2 separate regions of the Rattus norvegicus genome follow, and region 2 is linked to region 1. The links are chromatin contacts, called in public HiChIP or PLAC-seq maps. All regions are on one chromosome and are shown on one strand. Each heading gives the region's core, a stretch centred on a gene start, on an enhancer-like site or on the middle of the called end of the contact. The rest is flanking DNA. Distances are from core to core; before and after follow the strand shown.

What was found. HiChIP or PLAC-seq counts read pairs in DNA pulled down with a chosen protein or histone mark.
Region 2: an H3K27ac HiChIP or PLAC-seq map of oligodendrocytes shows a contact between it and region 1, with 8 times the contacts expected there. The contact joins the enhancer-like site here to the promoter of Mfge8 in region 1. A contact is called at or near these places in 1 of 12 Hi-C or Micro-C datasets (liver) and 1 of 1 datasets of contacts at active chromatin or transcription factors (oligodendrocytes).

Annotation. Positions count from the first base shown.
Region 1 is chr1:142,487,013-142,491,163 of GRCr8, forward strand. Mfge8 (milk fat globule EGF and factor V/VIII domain containing) reads right to left here and starts at 2,419. Exons shown (of 9, transcript NM_012811.3): 1 at 2,266-2,419. The coding sequence starts at 2,338.
Region 2 is chr1:142,707,954-142,712,621 of GRCr8, forward strand. No RefSeq gene overlaps it. Among named protein-coding and RNA genes, the nearest start is that of Rlbp1, 21 kb to the right of the region's middle. Within about 2 kb of position 1,583, at least 45 of the 93 cell types and tissues checked have an H3K27ac peak or open chromatin away from gene starts, as enhancers often do.

The DNA.
Region 1 (4,151 bases), core at 1,169-3,668:
TCAGATGTGACTGGACTCGGACCGGAAGAAGAGGGACCTTAAGAACGACAAGTTCAGATTTTGCATGCCACAGTCTGTCAACGGCTTTTTAATCTTCCTTAAGTCTCCCCAGCATTGGCTGACAAGTCTCAGACACCCCACCACTCTGTGTGTGTGTGTGTGTCTGTCTGTCTGTCTCCATGTGTATGTGTCTGTCTGTCTGTCTCTGTGTATATGTGTCTGCCTGTCTGTCTGTCTCTCTGTGTCTGTCTCTGTGTGTGTGTCTGTCTGTCTGTCTCCCTCTCCCTTTCTCTCTCCATCTCCCTCTCCCTCTCTGAAGCCAGATTGAAGTTTGAAAGGAGGAAAGCTAAAAACCCCAGGACAAGGCTGACAAGCTAAGAAGTGCAGGTCTGGTGGCAGCAGACCCAGCTCACAGGCTGAATGACACATTAGGACAAAGGGAACATGAGCAGGTGAATTCGAGAGGCTTCGTAGAACAGGAACTGAAGAGGTGGAGGAAAGCTGGAGAGATCCCGGGAGCTTTGGGAGCACCTTGAGTGACGGATGTGCACCGTCAACCAGAACGGAGAACAGAGGAAGAGAGGTGGGGTAAGCTGGGGCTGAGTTCACCTGGCCTGTGAACTGACGGACTATGCAGCTCAGCCAAGCGCTGGCAAACCCCGCCCCATCTCCATGTCCAAACAGGGACTAGAAGACCCTGTCTCAGAAGCTTACCCTACTCCCATCTATCTCTGGTACCCTGACACTGGCACCAATCACTGAACAGCAGCTCCCCTTTGTCCTACTAGACTCCACCCCAAACTCGGCACTGGAATCAAACCTCAGAGATCTCTTCTCCTCCCCACAGCTGCCCACCCAAAGCACAAGGGCCCTCCTCAAAGCTCAAGGCCCCAGGGAGCTCAGACTCCCAAGCTGCAGGCAGGCAACACCATTAATGAGCACCAGCCCACACAGCTCCCTCGGCAAGGGCCTGGGGATCCTAAGGCGCTGTGGCAGAACTATTAGTCACTTGCTTTAAATAGCAGGTTAATCCCCTCTGACCTGGAAGGGCACAGACACAGCCTCACATGGAGACTCTGGATCCGCCAAGGCCTAGGCACCCCATACCAACAAGGGCCCAGCTTCTAGCCTTCCCTACAGCTGCACCTGGAACCAAACCAAGGGTCCAGAGAGGAAATCAGAAAGTGGAAGGTGGCCAGCAGCAGCGTTGGGACTGAGGCTGGCCACCTGCATATGAGACCCGGAGAGGCCAGCTCCTCTATAAATCCTATGGGACTTCAGGGTCCTGCTCTGGGAAGTGTCTCCAAGAACATTTGGCAATGTTGTGGAGAAGGCAAAGATAAGGGGTAAAAAGGATCAGAGGAGACCCCAGGCATCTTTCCAGCTGAGTGAACAGACTAGCAGTTCCCAGTTCGTGAAAGCTTGGAGCACCCAATGCCTTCAGCTCCAATCCCGAGGTCAGATCCTGTGCTAGGCCGACAGAGCTGAGCCTAGCTGTGATCGCTCCTGCCTGTGATCTCGCCAGTCCCATTTCTATGAGAAACGATGTCGAGGCTGCTTGAGCCGCTCACCGGCCCCACGTGGGCACTGCTTTTTCATGATGAACTCTCCACAAGCATCCCGCAAGAGGCCCAGACTTCTACCGGGGACCTCAGAGCGGAGGAGGAGGGCTAGGGGAGATAAAGCAGCCGGCCAAGGCCAGCCGGGGGCAGGAATCCCTTTTCTAAGTTCCAGACCCGCCCCACCTATAGTCAGTCTCTCGCACGGGCCCCTCAGTCCTTTCTTCCCTTATCTGATCAAACACCAACAAGTGGGGCACAGAAGTTCATTGGATTTTCTAGCCAGGTGGGTTCAGAAGAGAGTTTCTGGTTAAGTTAACTGGAGATGTACCCTCACAAGAGTACTATATTCTCCCAAATTGTTAGGATTGGAAAGCAGACACAGTTCGGTGGCCTCATTTTACAGACGCGGTAAAAAGAGGCAGGACGCAGCGGATTCCTTTGTTATGTGTAAGTCACATCCCCGGGGGAGGCTGGGCTGTCACCGGGTGTCCAGGGTCACCGCTCGGTGCAAAAGCTAGGATCACAGCCTCAAGGCCCCAGGGCAGAGCACGCAGAAGCACGTTCGCCTCTCCTACCCGGATGCAGCCCCTGAGCGTCCCCCTCCAGGCTTTGCTCAAGTTTGTCAACAGTAAAGATAGAGGGAGGGCCCCGCTGAGAACTTCCGAGCGGCGGGCAGAAGAGGGGCGAGGCCAGAGGGACTCACCGGACGCAGCGAAGAGGCCGGAGGCGCAGAGCAGCACACCGCACAGCGCGGCCAGCACACGGGAGAACTGCATGCTGCGGGACGCGGGAAATGGTCCACAAGCTCCGATGCTGGGACCGGAGAGTTCCTGCGTCCGCTCCTCTCACAGGGGAATAAATCAGGCGCTCAGCTCCGCCCACTGGCCCCAGGGCTCCGCCCCGGACAGCCCCGGGAGGACTCTGGGCGGAGCTCCGAGACCACAGTGGGAAGAGGGAGGGCTGAAGGGGGGTGGGGGGGTCCAGTGCCTCAGCCTCCCGGTGAGCCACGCCCTTCACCCCCCGCTGCCAGTCCTCAGCCTGAGGCCAAGTCCCGCTTCCTGAATGGACTGGACCGGAGAAAATTGCTCTGGAGGAAATTTTAAAAGGGAGCTCGATGATGGAGTGCTTCCCTAAGCATGCTGGAGACCCTGGATTCGATCCCCAACCCAGCAAAGATAAGTCGATAAAATAAAATAATCCAGGAGCGGTGGTGGCTCATGCTTGTAGTGCCAAGTCTTAGAAAGCTGGATCAGGAGGATTAGACAGCAGTTCCAGATCAGATCCCCAGTGTGTGCTCCATCCATAATGAGTTCCGATTAGTCTGGGCTACAGAATGGGACCCTCTTTCCTAAATGTGTTTGTTTATTGATTATTTGTTGTTTAGTTAATTAAAAATAACTGTTTAGACTTAAAATGCTAATTCTTATTGTAATGAGAGAATAGCAAATTCAGGCTACAATGAGTCCTGTGTTTCCTTTATCAGATTGGCAAGTGTCCGGCTGTTAACAGCAGAGGCTGTGGAGCAACAGGCCGAGGCATGCGGACCTTGGACAGAGTATGAGCCAGCTCAGCCTCTTTCTTGGGAAATAGTTTTCAAAAAGACAAAGACCAACACCTTAAGACCTAGCAGTTGTGCTCAGAGATGCACACTCATTTCATCAGACAGACATTGTGCAAAAAACGACACTACACGATGACATCATAATGCCTTTAGAAACGATGAAAAGACCAAAAAAGAAAAAAAAATTGTCAAACTTGTGTAAAAGTTCCAAATAGGAAATACTTTAGGATTTTGGCCAGCGTGGTGGTTCAAGCCTACAATCCCAGCACTCTGGAGGCAGAGACGAGAAAATTATAGAAAGTCCAAGGCTATCTTGGACAACACAGTGAGTCCTGGGCTATCCTGACCACCAGAGTGAGACTCTACTTCAAACAAACAAACAAACAAACAAATAATAGAAATAAAAATCTGGCTAAGCAGATGGCTCAGTGGGTAGAGCACTTACTGAGCAAGTGTGGTGACCTCAGTTCAATCCCCACAAATCCTTTGGGAAAGCAGAGCCCAAGTCCACAAAGCTGACCTCTGACCACCACACCCCCCCCAGTGTGCCAACACACATACACACTAATGGCGATGATGATGATGAGGAGGAGGAGGAGGAGGAGGAGGAGGAGGATATTATGATAAAGTCATTTAAAAGTTTCTGACCTATAATCCCAACACGTGCAAAGTGGGGGAAATTAGACCAGGAATTCAAGGCCATCCTCTGCTAGACAAGGAATTGGAAATCCAACTTGAGCTATGTAAGGCCCAAAGCCTCAAAATAATAACTACAAGATGATGATGATGGTGATGACGATGGTGGTGGTGGTAATGGTGGTGGTGGTGGTAATGGTGGTGGTGGTGGTGAAACATTTTAGGATTTGTGGGCTATAGATCTTGGCGACAAGTATAAGAAACATACTTGTCCTTAGAAAGCACTTTGACTACAAGAAAATGAGTATTTCAGGGCTGACAAGAGGACAGAAATCAGAGCCTGAAGGTGAGGGCTTTCACCACTGACAGGCAGGCCACGGGTTGTGTTTTAA
Region 2 (4,668 bases), core at 333-2,832, 220 kb after region 1:
TGAGAGTTGCATGGGGCACTTGTCTAAAAATTCAGCCTCCCAGATCCCTCCCCTTAGAGAGGCTGACTCAGTGGATTCGGGAAGGGCTCTGGGGATTTTAATTTTTGACAAGTGCCCCAGGGAATTCTCATCATCCAGCAAACTGAGGGAAACACCATACTCCTACGCCTTTAAGTTAGAAAGATCTCGGTGGCTCCTTTAATTGCCACTCATAAGCCACAGTGTCTCTTTGCTCCCAGAGACCTCCAAAGCAGCCTATTGTATGGCTGCCCTTGTGTTGTGATCTCCCTAAAGGGGAGAAGACTGGAGCTGAGCCCTGGCTCTGCTTCTCCCGGCTGTATGACCCTGGCTAAGTCCCTTCGGACTTGACTCTCTTCCCCTAGTAAGTGGGGGATTGGACCAGGTAGATTGCTGCGATGACCACCAGTTCATCCTTCCAGGGACGCCTGGGCTCCACCTCCAGGCTGAGCATGTAAATGCCATTCACTGCATTTCCCCCTCCCCATTTCATAGAGAGAGATTTGAGAGTCTTAATCAGTCTCTTGTAATTTTTAGTTTTTCATCCCAGTTCTACCCAAGATCTAACTGATACCAAACAACCCAAAATTTGGATGTGAGTTTGAAGAAGTGTATTTCCGGCTAAGAGAAAGGGGGTGTTCTTTTGAAGTTGGTTTATACTTAAATAGACTCTGTGTGTTGTCTGTTGGGTAAATCTTTCTAAAAATGTCTTCTCAAGCAGACTTCTTACCCTAGGGTTCAAGTGCCCTTCTGGAACCCTGTGGTACTTGAGTCCCTAAGAACCTGCACTTTGGAAAGTCCATTGCTCTGGGGAATTGAATCCGACTATGGGCGAATGGCCTGGACGCATCACTGTTTGTTCTGCTTCGTCTCCATTGGCACCAGGACAGACTGAGATGTAGGTGTGGGTTTGTGTGGCTGCTAAAGGAACCAGCTGAACACCTCGGGGCTGGGGTGGAATAGAGCATGGGCAGTGGCCCGAGAGACTGATAGGAAGCCTGTACATGGAGCATTGTTTTCTGACAATCACTAGATCACCCCAGTCATCAGTAGTCATTCTCTCCGGACACTGAGATCTCTGTGGCCTCCTGTCTGCTCTTTGCTGTCATTTCTCAAACCCACCAAATCCTGTCACTGTGCCCCTCTAATGGTGGCCATTTCTCTGTTGCATTTCTCTTAGCACAGATTGGCACTTTATCATTCATCCCTCAATTTGGAAGCGAATCCTCCTCTGTCGATTTTCCCTCCACCCTACCACAGCTATACTCTAGAAGACTCACACATAGTTCCTGCTTACTGCCTTCATCCCTGAAGACTTGTAATGAGAGGAATAAGGCCATAGAGCTGAGTCACTGTGCCCGGAAGTAAGGGGCTCCCTCCGCTTGCCCGAGGTCATCTCTTCCCAAGTCCTGGCAAAGCACTGGCTTGGGTGCCACCTGCTTCAGAGAAAGTCAGCCCTGTAGTCACTTTAGGAGCAGGTGGGAGGCTGTCCTGGGAGCCTGGTCCGTGCATAGCCCTGGAGGCCTGCTGGGGAGAGCCAGTGCTGCCACACTCCTGGAGACCCAGCCCTGGGACTGGGGGAAGGGACTTGTGCCAGCTGAAGCCTCCTTCAGTGCGTCACTCTGAATGGCACTGGCGTTCCATTTTGCTTCACATGAAATCAACTGAAGCTCTTTATTCAAGCTTTGGGCTCTCAGACATGGAAATGAGACCGTGACCATGGCAGTCGGACAGGGAAATTCTTGTTTGACCCAGATTGAGAGGACAGAGGCATGGCTGTGGAGGTGCCAGCTTGACTAATGAATGAGGAAACAGCCCTCTATGTAGGTCAGCCACTTTCCTTCCTCTGGGCTTCCTTGTTTTCTTCCCAAAGTCATCCATTCCTGATAATGATGTGACCTGTCTGCTGGCTACCAAGTACTTACTTGGACCAAAGGCTGAATTTTTAGAGAGCATTTATTCTGTTTTTTAAATCAAGGTATAAATTACATAGATGTAGACAGTTCTATGGCAGGAATAACATTAAGACTCAAGTGGGGAGTGCACCTATATTACTCCAGTTATATTCCCAACTTCGCAAATAATTGGAAAACATGAACTTCAGTCAAATTAGGATTACCTAGCTTGGAAAAAAATCTCAAAACTGCACAGCTAGCAGGGAGGCTTGCAGACTGAAAACCCGTCCTTTCCTGCCAGAGCCGAGTGGAGGTGGAAAGCCTGTCAGTGTGTTCCTCTCGTTTCTGTGACATCGTATACTCACAGAACCGTAGGATCTACTGTCTTCCTTTATTCACGTGGTGTTACAGAGCCAGGGTCAGGAGACCCAGTTTCTCATCCCCGCTGACTCTGACTCAGGTCACTTCGCCTCTCTGAACCCGTTACCTCATTCTACATCGTCTCTAAGGCTGTCTCACCCTCTTGTGAATCATTCCCTCTGTCATCTCTAAGTGTATCTGAGGCTGACGTAGAAGGGGCGAATCCCAACCCCTAAGTTCATTTTGAGAGAGAAGGAGCGTGTGCATTCAGCCTCTCCGAGTTAGGACCCGAGACAGCATCCAGGGCCCTGTCTTTGACCTCTCTTCCTAGTCTTCACTGTTATGACCGTTTCCTTGCTATTCTGAGGGTAGTCCTGTGACTGGAGCAGAGAAGGGCCACCAGTCATGAGGAGAGCATCTCCAGCCTTCATTGTGACCAGGCAAAGTGTGGATGGTTGCCAAGACAGAAGTCCCTCCTGTGCAGGCTGTTTCTGAACTCAGCTGAAGCTTCTGAGTAGCGGAGCTTATCTGGCTGCATCCGGATAAGAGCTCTCTTTGTAAGCGACTGACTTGAGATAGAGTTTGCCAGCTCCGGAGGTACAGAACATGTGTTTATTTTTGCCCCGGAAGCAGGTGTTAGAGATGTGAGAGGCTTTTCTTTTCCTGTGGCCTTGATCCTGACTTGAGTGACAGTTTTAAAAGAAGAAGGGGTGTGGGGGGTGGAAACAGGACTTGTGGAGTTGAAGGAACCGCCTGCATTTTCTTCCTTTAGGCACACGAGACAGTTCTTAGGAAGCATGTCACTTCAGCATCCTGTCGCAGTATCATCTGGAATTGTTTTCTTTACCCAGAAAGCCTTAACTTGCCTCTAGAAAATCCCCTGGTATGACAATATTGTGGCATAAGAATTCAAACACTTCTGCTATGAAAGTCTGAAGTAAAGCCACAGCCAAACCAGAGAATTTCCTCAGGTGGCCTGGAGGCTCCTATGACATCACCCCACCTCTCACCCCAACAACACGAGTGATCTAGAACAAGCTCCTCCACCCGTCTTCTTGGCCTTACTCTCTTTCAAAGCCACATTAGATCACTCAAATGCTTCCAAAAGGGGCCTGCTTGGCATTAAGAGGCCAAGCCATTGAGGACTCAGGTTTCTTCTACCTGTTTTCTAAGCAAAGGACTGTATCTGTCTGGGGTCAATTGTCCTAAACTATATTTACAGCTAAGGACACAGGAGCAGGCCCCTGCTGGCTAAGGAACCAGAACGGCATCCAGAGGAAAGGCTGCTCTGACAGCCCTGCTGCCTCCAGGTGCTACAGCCCAGCATCCGCCTGAAGTGGTCCTTAGAAACAGGCCACAGAGTACAGCTTGCCAACAGTCCCCAGACACCAGAGCATAGATAGTTGTCTCTTTTGGAAGAGTCCATCTGCCATGTTTTCCAGCTGTTTTTCCTAGCATATATGTAGGTAGAGCTTTCAATGCCTAATGAAGAAGCTGAAATCCCTTTCTAATTGGTAGATTAAGACTGACATGGCGAGTTTCAGAAAGTTCACAACTTTTTACCAGACTCCTGTCAATTAGCGAAATCCATAACTGGTCCCCATTAGCCAAGAAACCTTCTGTTGCCATAAATTGGGGGCAGTCCACTTCTAGCGCTGTAGAAGTACCCTTAGTCTCAGTGGGCATTGTGCCCCCAGACCGCACACAGAACAGTCAACATCACCTAAAATCATTGCTGACCTCCTTGGTCCCCAGGGCCAACCACCGCTCTCCCAGGGCTGCTCTCATATAGTTCCTGGCTATAGGAGCTAAACTCATGTTGGTCTTCATTTTGGCCTCTTTGGTTTTCCTAAAGCACAAATCCGTGTAGACTCCTGTTATCTCTCCACACCCATTCCGGGTGACCTGGCTCTCTCCCGCAGCCTCAGGCAGACCTTCACTGTACCTGAGCGTGCAACTCTTCCCCCACTGCCGCTGCCTTAGTGACCAGGGCTGGGGCGGGGGAGGGGCCCGTTCGCCTCCCTCCTTTTCCCAGGTAGACTCCCACTGACCACAGTGGTCTGCTTCCAGATTGATTTTTTTTTTTTTTTTGAGAACCATCACTTTCACATTCCTGATTCTAATGTGTTTTGTTTTGTTCTCTGTGGGTTTCACGGAACTCCAGATGCTGCCCTGGAAATACTGTATTTTGGAGTTCATGCTCCGTAAGCCCCTGTGCTGCTGGGTCCTTTGACTCCTCCAGCAGCAGGTGTTTCGGACTTGCAATTAGCAATGCAACTTTTTCTAAATATGAGGATATCTACCTTTATTAAGAAGTTATACTAAGCAATGGCGTCCTTGTTTATTTTATGTTTTCACATTACTTCTGAATCTGTGGTGGTGAGCAAAGATCATT